2 separate regions of the Bombyx mori genome follow, and region 2 is linked to region 1. The links are chromatin contacts, called in public Hi-C maps. All regions are on one chromosome and are shown on one strand. The core of a region is the stretch at or near the end of the contact, and the rest is flanking DNA. Distances in the headings are between cores, read along the strand shown. Region 1 overlaps LOC101736461 (A disintegrin and metalloproteinase with thrombospondin motifs adt-2). Region 2 overlaps LOC692876 (erythrocyte carbonic anhydrase).

Region 1 (4,923 bases), core at 1,951-4,450:
ATATGGGAAGTGTTAAGTTTGTTATCACTGTGCTTGTTTTTATTAAAGATTTTAACTGAAGCAAGGAGATTGTCTCGAGTACGTGGGCAGTTTAACTTCACTACAATATTTTTCGGACGATTCGAATTGGTATTTTGCTTAGCAACTCTGTGGAATTCCAGAATGTCAGTTTCTTGTAAATTACAGGAAACCGTATTTCCAATTTTTTTAACTATAGACATTAAGTTTTCATTGCGTCTTTCTGGAATCCCCTGAATTTCAACGTTTGACTGTCTTGCGAACTGCTCCATATACGCGATTTTATGGTTCAATTCTGATAGTTTTGGTTGGAGGCTGTTGCTGCACTTAGTGAATTCCAAAAAGTCACTTTTTGTTTTTTCATTCAGTTTTTGCTGATCGTCGTGACATGCAGATAGAAATTGCAATGTATTTATAGCACCATTGAGATCCTCTCGCAGACCGGAGCATTTGGAGTCCAACTCACTCATATCCATTTGAACCTTGCACAAAATTACATTAAATCTCTCGAACGCCGATTTCTGGCACTCAAATTTGTCCAACATTTCTTGGCGTAGATTACGTATTTCTAATAGAATTAATTCTTGACTTCCCAATAAGGGTGCAGAAGCATCCGAAATGTCTTTATTCTTCGACATGGAAAGAGGTGTATTTCCACTTTTTGGGCGCGGTATTGTACAATCGGGGCAAATCCATTTAGAGCGAGCGGTGGTAGTATCATTGTACTTGACACAGTCCTGATGGTAATTGTGTTGGCAGTCCGGATTAGTGCATTTGATTCGCCTCTGGGTGACTAAAATGTTCAGTTTACACTCCGAGCAGTGAACCATCCTGAGTGCTCAGTAAATTCAACCTAAAAAATGATTACAGCTCCCACTTCTTTTTCTCTCTTAAATATTGTCTCAGAAGTAATAGCCCCTGCACACTAATAATGGCCCTCATACAACAAAAACAGGCAAATTTATCATTAGCACATTAAAATTAGCACACTAAGAAAGGCCCTCGTTAAGTAAGGTGAGGGTAGATAGATTCCTCAATTTTGCCAATTGTTTAAAATCACTCAAATAATTTCCTTTTATAGATGTTATTCCCAGCACTCGATGTCATATATACACTGTATTTGTATCACTACACAGCAAATTAACTATAATATGTGCATAATTGATGAGCTCAGACACTTTAGGAACAGAATTTGAATTAATATTTGGAGCTACATTAAAACACAACTGTACTTTATCGCGGTAATGCGGGTAGGTAGATGAGGTCATTATTTAATAAGTAACCAACCTAAAAAAAGGAGGAGGTTCTCAATTCGATTGTTTCGTTTTATCTGCGTTATTCTCTGTGAACTGATTTTGAAAGTTCTTTATTTGAAAGATCTTCGCAAGTGGTCCTATTTAAATTTTACCAAAATCTGACCACTAGTTTTTCACTCATCGTTAATAATAAATATTTAATTAACTTCGACTGCATAATGAAAATATAATTTTGTTTTGTTTATCTCGGTTTACTTTTTTTTTTCTTACCTATTCTAGTTACCTCGAGAGGCTATTCTAGATTCATCGAATTAGTAGGTGAGCTCTCGGGGCTCAAACCTGACGACGTTGCAAACACTAACCCTAGTGAGAGTAGTGCTTCGCAGAATCTACCACCGGATCGGAGACATGATCCACCGAGAAGATCCGGCGAGAAACTCAGTGGGCTGTGGCTGTGGGTTAATTTACTCGCCGAGCCCTTCGTGGCAAGCGACGGGTTCGACAAAAACCGACCCGACAGCATGGCGATTTTATCCCATCTAGCCCGGTCATAGTCAGCTGAAAGGACAGGCGGATTGAAGAAATTGTTCAGATACTATTTTCAGTGCTAACTTACAAATACAAATACTAAGTACGCGTCTTAAGTTATTAGCGACCACAGCCATTTATTCTTTTTAATATTAATGGCGGTGTTCCGAGCGCGCATAATTTATTGAACTTTAGCACGGCGCACGTACATTGTGTGTAAATCTACCTGTCAACAGTGACGCCTTACCTGGACCTGTACAAAAGCCAAGTTTTTAATTTATTTTTCTATTGTAGTATTGTACGATTTGCAAATTACAATCGTTGAGCTCCGATAAGGCGCAGTTCAAGCTTGTGAAAAAATATGCAATTCAGAATTAAAACCGTTTCGTTTTATCAAGATTTAGTTTTTTTTTATTGCCCTTGTAGGCAGACGAGCATACGGCCCACCTGATGGTGAGTGGTTACCGTCGCCCATGGACTTCAGCCAGGGGCAAAGCCAAGCCGCTGCCTACCGCTTAATACTCTTCACAAGCCGTTATTATTATATTATTATAGTTATTCGTCGATTGATTTTGCTTGCTTTCTTTCCTAACTCGTTATTACATAGGTACTCTAAATTGACTAAGTATAATTAATTTAAATATTTTCAGGCAAAACTAGTCGTGTATTCAAAATAGAGTTTTTTTTTTATTTATGTGAATTTTTGTACATTAATTAATGGCAATTTAACAACAAAAAACCAGAATTACGATCTTGAAACAAAGTACAAATTTAGGCTCTAATGAACTCTCTATTTTTACCAAGTGCTTTAAGTTACTTGAAAAACTTGCTTGTTGTTTGTTGATATGTTTGGATGAGTGTGATATTTTAATTAAAAATTTGTTTGGTGGTCAAGTAAAACCCAGCCGCACCATCGCTATGATAAATGCATGAAACTCATCCGTTTACTGTAACGACTAACGCTCTACCATTCGTAAGTTTGGTGTACTAAATGTTAGAAAGGTTTTTGTTATAGCCATTGTAGATATAGGTATAGGTATAGCATACGTAGCATAGATATATCATACGGGCCACCTGATGGTGAGTGGATTTATGAATATCAGCAATGCCAGGGTGACTGGCCAAGCCGCAGCCTACGAAACGTTCATGCGAAGTGTGACTGACGAAGTGCCAACAACAACAGTACGTACAGACTTTAAATTTAGTCTGATAAGCGAAGCCTGATCTCTAAAAAACACGAAACACAAATATTCTTATCTTATAATAATTAGACGAATTATTTATTAAAATAGTACAAACTGCCCCAAAATCTAGATTTCCTACAACATTAAAACAAGCATGATAACAACCTTATCACGTATTACGCGCCGCGCGATACATCTCAATCAACGTCTCGCTTCTAACTAGTCATTACATAACGTCTTGTTCATAAATTCATATTATTTATACCCTGATATCAATCACTATCTATAGCCAAAGAATACTAATGTACTTTTTGACAAAACATAAAAAAAACTCATTGGTATTATTGAAATGTTTTATTCTTTATTCACTATAAACTTAAATTAAATTATTACACCTAAAGTTGTTTTACATGTTTTAAATTTAATTTAGTCACAATTTAAATACAATAATTGAATACTTGTAAGATAAAATAATAATAAATCGACTAGTACGTTTCCATCTTCTTTAGAATTCGGTAACTAAGTTGAGAACCAATTTTATAACTGGAAATTAGCAAGAAAATTATAATCTATAATACTTTAAGTTAATTATTCAGATTAAAATGCATTAATTAGTAAATTATATTCCTTGAAGACGAAGGTATAATGACTATACCGACTAACCACATAAACTACAAAAATATTTTGGCAAGATGATGCTGTTTACAAACTACCAAATTAAGTTAAATTGGATTAATTAAAATGGATTGGATTAAACTAAATTAAATTGAATTAATTTAAATTAGACTAAAGTTGTGCGAACTGGGTCCAAAATTTATTGGCGATGCCTTAGCCATTGTTATTATCAAACTACACTGAAACAGACCTACATAATTTAGTTATTTACTACGAAATTCTCGAGTTGTCAGACTCTGACAATTTTGTAAATATCAGTCTTTTAGCGATATTTCTGTTAATCTTAGCATATGCTTTAGTTGAATCAACTGCAATATGTTTATACTATGAAGAGGTCAATGACGTCAAATGACTTCCTTTTTCCCGTTTGACGTTTGTATCGACGTAATCGACAACTTCCCTAGTTGTTCTCCGGCGCAGTTACACTGGCCAATGTTCTGTTGGCAGTTGGCAGTCGTTAGTTATCCACACATACCAAAGTATCGGAGTACTATATTTTCTATCAACCTATCGTCTCTAAGTCAAAATTGAATTGTATTTTCAACTGTTGACATAAGAATCGATCTAATATAGTAAGTTAGTTACGTTTTTAATGTTAATCTTTGAAACATTAGTGACACATCTAAGCCTAACCGCAACTTGATTTCATACTGTAACACAGTCATAGGCGTAGTCATTTTGGCCGAAGGACTAGTTTGTCTACGTCTTGACTTCAATTAAGAGGGGTCATTTCTATGAATTTCCACGTAGTCGACTACCTCCCAGTTGTCTTCAGGTTCATCGGGTAAACTTGGAGGGAATGCGCCTCTCGTAAGAGGCACTCCATGGCTGTCTAAAGATAAATATTCTCGTACAGCCGCCTCGGCGGCTTCATCATCAGGAGTGGTCAAAGCACGAGCGTTAAACGACCCGCCAATGTCCTGAGATGGCAACTCCCAAATGTGGTATTGCGTTGACATCTTGAAATTCTGTAAACATACACAATAATGTTACATGATTTGAATGTGAGACATCATTTTACTATATAGGTAGTTATTAGGTACTAGCTAGACCCGTCCGCTTCGCTGGGCATTTAAAATTAACATTATTATTTCTCACCCCCACAAAAATTATCATCATTAACGCCCCCGCAACTGGTGTAGGGAGTCCCAACACTCCTATAAATATTAGCCTATCCATTAAGTATATGTGTTTTCTACATGGGTACCAAGTTTCAAGTCAATCGTATGCATGGTTCCGTAGTTATAATGGAACATCCGTAA
Region 2 (5,041 bases), core at 2,078-4,577, 37 kb before region 1:
TCAAGAAATTCCGTAACGAAAATAACCTGACACCCCCACTACGCCTATTATGTAGCTCGCGTTCAACACATTCACACGTTGCGCTGGTGTAGTGTTTGTGAATAAGCGCGCGGCGTGACGTCGCACTGCATGAGCATCATGAAAAGTCTGCCCATCTCTCTCTCACGCGGTCTAGCTTATGAGTGGGAAGAGGACAGTTAATGTTTTGCTTTTGTTAATGTTTATAAATATAGCGTGGTCTTATTTTTATTATTGTTTTAATATTAAATTATTATTGTCTAATTGTAATTGCATAAGTTGATAAAAAATGCTTTGCAATAGCTTTACCGCGGCAGTCCCCGAGTGCCACACGTGTTTTTTTTTTATTTCTCATTATTTTCCGACAATATTTTTAATTGCATATCGTCACTACTCTCAGATAGTCTTCCTGTAGTCTATATCCTGTAGAATTCGAGATGGCGGTGTAATCTGGATCCTTACTGAACGAAGCTTCTTTCGGAGTACTCGGGTGTGAAACATTAGACATCGTGGCAGCTTTAACGTAGGATTTTGTAAACACAATTATTAGGCATCTAAAACAAATAAGAAAATATATTAATACATTGCAGAAAACATCATTTCGGTAACATGGCAGTATGGCCATCATATACCGACTGCACTTGGCCATCTCTCCTTTTTTTCCGGGAGAGACGGCCACAACAAAAACTAAAACAAGCCATGACACGAAACAAACAATTTTGAGATTTTAGAGTAGCACTGTTTGTATACTTTGCATCAAATACAAATATCACCATAATTTAAAGAAACTGATACCACAATTGTGTAAAACATAAAACATCAAATATATATTTACAATAGTCAAAACAAAAAACAAAGGATTTACTTACTTTTTCTGCATTTTTTGTCAAATATTTTGTCGCACCGTTGCCCTCTCGCACGACGCGCAGAAAACTAAACGTTAACCACTGACATTTAATGAACGGTACCTTGAAATATTTCGATAGGCCATCTCTCCCATATGGCCATCTACCCCGGACTTACCCTATCAATAAACTTGAGTAGGATATGATGTGTGATTAGGGATCCGTTTACACCGGAACGATACGATCTGCAATGACTCACGCTAAGGGGAGTCGCGGTAGCACCGATGGAAATGCAAATTGACGGTGCAGTTACAAGGGATTTGTGGCTTCCGCTCAATTTAGTTTGTTATTGATCACAACTGTTTCCACACTCGTCTCATTTGTTATTACTGTGCTGCTAAGCTGTAGACGTACAGTTTATATTCGAAGATTTTTAGATTCATATTGAATTTGACCGTTTATTACCTGAATCATAGCCGTTTTCGTCGACACGCCAACAGTAGCCAGGATTGACGATGGAACGAGGATGATTGACAGAGTACCGCCATTTCAATGGCGGCAGGGAAGCTCCACTTTTGACGCGAGAAGTCACAATATCGACGGGACTTTGTCGAGTGCCACGTGCTTGAGGAAACTTCTCTATCCATGTCGCCGGACCTGTTGAATGGAGATGAATAGATTTAAAAGTGTTGTGGCGCTAAATAAAAATAGATTATTATCTGTTTGACGAATGGTACACTACGACGCTATTTAAGTATTGAATAGTAGCCGGAACCGCTCAGAAGATCGAAGATGCCGTGACTTAATATATAAAGACTTCAATGTAATTTTACCGAATGATGCCAGGGTTGAAATCCAGTTGGTAGGTACTCATATCTGTTAGTAAAAATGTTCCTAACAGCTGTTCCCTCAAATTTATCAAGCTTAATTTGAGATTCTATGCTAATTTTCAGTCATTGTATAGATGAACATCTTACTAAACATAGACAAAAGTTAATATATATATAGATCTATTGATTAGTGTTATCGAAAAGAAAATAGGCATTAAATAAGCGAGAGATATGTTCAGAAATAAATATGGGCCGTTTTTTTTTGAAATGGCGAGATAAAGAATACTGACAGAAGTAAACAAAGGTTACGACATAAATGTTTTTTTTTGTGAATGGCTACGGCTTTGTCTCATCATACTTGTCAACCCTCTGATGAGTATCTAATGTCATCATCTTTTGTTATTTTTAACTCCACGATAAGCGTGTGTTTTCATAACGCTTAAAAATCTAAGCTGTAGGCTCCGCCTATTTGAAGATGTCACTGATTTGAAGCAAGCAACATATTGTGCACGTGTTTGTTTTGTTCGTTGGAACGTGTTGACGTGGTTAATTTCAACTTCAAATTTGTATACTGTCGTTGAGTTTGTATTGTAAAATTCACCTTCGTTTTGAAAGCTATTTGATCATCTTTAAAAAATTGGGAATTTATTACCTACATTAATTTTATCGACAAATACACATTTCAGTTGGTTAATAAAATACGAGACGAATAAAGCAGTTTTGTATTCGCTAAAAATAAATGAAAAATATTAGAACTCATTACGATACCATCGGGAAACTATTATTTACCATCTGAAAGCGATTCATCTTAATTGATGTCTATAAAAATAAGATCGCGCAATTCTAGCAATTGATCTGCGACACCGGATGCGTATCGTCAACATCGAGCGCCAAAAATAATATTATCGGTTCCATATTATTGTGGCACGATTGTAATTCGATTCGCCATCACTAGCAATTCATTCAATTGACGAGTTCGCTTATAAAATAGTTTCCTACATGACACATGCTTAACAATATTTTTTTGTAGCAGAAATGTCAATTACCTTCAACTCATTATTTAATTTAATTTTTCTGTCTGCTTATAAAACGCCTTTTAAAAAAAAATGTATAACTGAAACAAATTTAAATTGAAGTATTTTCAAGCAATTATCAAAATAAATACCAAAGTATATGGATAAATTGAGGCCATCAACGCAAAAGTGGCCTAACCCACAATTTTTTTATAGTCAAGCTTATATTACGTATATTGGAATTTATTTAAAGTATAATAATTTTTTATGCAAAACCGGCCTATCCCCTAGTACCACCCATAGATAACAGATAGCTTTTTAAACATTATTTTTGCGCCTATTGTTTTTTTTGCTTCAAATTCATGAAAATTCCAACCTAATTGCCTCCATACTAACTATGGTAAACTTAGGCCACTTTTGCGCTGACGGCCTCAATTATCTGTGACTACGACTCGCGTATTATTGTTTTTTGTAGAGACGTCGAAATCCTATATATACTGTAAAAGAAGGAACTATCAATATTTCGGTCGAATGGATGTCACATTGTTAATGATAATCCACGTTCTTGGTTGCTATTGTCGGCTACGGTTTGAGTGGCCGATGACGACCTCGGCCTTGCTTATCGCCACAGATTTACGTCGTGGCGCCGTCGTCCGGATAAAACAAACCATCTCACTCTGTCGCCTTCGCGTTACTACGGTTCATCTCAATAAAAACTGAATTATTTAAGACATTAACAGAAAACAATAAGGTAAAACAGTAACTAAGGGTAATGGTACTAAACATACTGCCAGCACCGTAGAATTTCACTTCAGTTTGGTTTCTACTCGAAAATTTGCCTCTGGCCATCACTGGACATTTCAGCACCGAAGAGAACTAACGTAAAATAAACTAGGATGTTAACGCTATATACATACACTGCATGGAATTAGTAGGAACGATATATGCTCTCAGCGTGGCGGCCTGACAAGAACAATAACGGACTAGACTAAGGTATCTTTAGGCTCTTATCTTTAAAGACTATTACAAAACAAATGGTGCGGATGAAGGTGAAGGTGAAAATTTAGGATAAGATTAGAGGGTAATGGATGGATGATGGGATGTTGATACAAAAGGACCAGAAGGTGTTAAGGTATATTTCATACCTTTGTCTTTAAATTTCTAGTATTAGTGCTCAGTGTGCTTAGTGGGAGTTTTTAACGTTTTAACGTTCGTCTACGTTTGCCGCTAGGCCCGCTGTTCCAACTACATACAAATTTGAGTAAACTTTTACGTTATCGAGAACGTTAAAAAACTCGCACTAAGCACACTGGCGTTTTGTGCCTAATTGCTGCACAAGAATGTATCACAATTTATCTATTGTTCCGGTTTCATGGCGCCCACGTAAGGATAACCATTAATAGAATATAATTGAGATTTCGCCATATGCTCCAAGACAGATGACGGCATTTAAGTTGTGAGGTTCCCATGAGTTCCGGTAGGCATTTCCACCGCTGTCATCCTCCATCCCATCCGTACCAATAGCATTCCATAGTTTTCATAATAATTAGATAAATAAGATAAATAAGAAAATTGGAATGTAATACTATAATTAGAGTTAATAATGAAGGATAATTTGAAAATTATATTTTTGGTGTTAAAGCACACTGTCATTTCCTGTCGTTTCACAAGGTATCTCACACAATGCCTTCGATCAAAATTTTTGCAGTTATTTGATTATGTGATTTTTTGTATTTCCTGATTGTTGTTAATTATTATCAAGTATTGTTCGACAATTTCACACTGACCTTTGTTTCCGCAGTGGACCGACAGAAACAAGGTCGTTTTGGTAAAACTCAATCGAAACACAAATCAAAACGATTCACTTACTACGTAAATTTAAATTTTTCTATAGTTTTTATCAATCACCTCGCTGGTCTAGCCATCAGTCACGAGGTCCGGGTTTATTTGTAAACACTAACTTTTTTAATTTAATTGCATTGGCATTTTCAATATTCGTAGCACGGGAGAAAATATTTAAATAACAAAACGATTATTATTCTATCATGATCGTGTTGTAGAAATTCGCTCAAAGTTCATGTTCAGGTAGGTTATCAACAATGCAGACTTTATTATCCTTGTAATAATCTAAAATAGTTTTTCTTCTTAGCTATTAAGGTAATTTGGAACTGATAGATTTATTAAACAATGACCAACACACATAACCGTTTCAGAATAATAATATAATATCGAGTGACTCTACGAATTACATGGTTATTATGTATTAAATTAAATCGATTAACCTTCATCGCGAAGCAATCGTTTTTTCTCATTTGAAGGGTAGGTAACTTCTTAG

What was found. A called contact is a pair of places that touch in the nucleus more often than the background predicts.
Region 2: a contact with region 1 is called in a Hi-C map of whole pupa, with 1.8 times the contacts expected there. The contact joins two enhancer-like sites. A contact is called at or near these places in 3 of 7 Hi-C or Micro-C datasets (an unstated tissue and whole pupa).

The regions. Positions count from the first base shown.
Region 1 is chr5:7,708,743-7,713,665 of ASM3026992v2, reverse strand. It overlaps LOC101736461 (A disintegrin and metalloproteinase with thrombospondin motifs adt-2), which reads right to left. Exons shown (of 13, transcript XM_012695730.4): 13 at 3,326-4,629. The coding sequence ends at 4,378. Among protein-coding and RNA genes, the nearest start is that of LOC110386270, 7.8 kb to the right of the region's middle. Within about 2 kb of position 3,200, at least 6 of the 8 cell types and tissues checked have open chromatin away from gene starts, as enhancers often do.
Region 2 is chr5:7,745,462-7,750,502 of ASM3026992v2, reverse strand. LOC692876 (erythrocyte carbonic anhydrase) reads right to left here. Exons shown (of 5, transcript NM_001046721.1): 2 at 1,329-1,520. Among protein-coding and RNA genes, the nearest start is that of LOC134198907, 6.6 kb to the right of the region's middle. Within about 2 kb of position 3,327, at least 2 of the 8 cell types and tissues checked have open chromatin away from gene starts, as enhancers often do.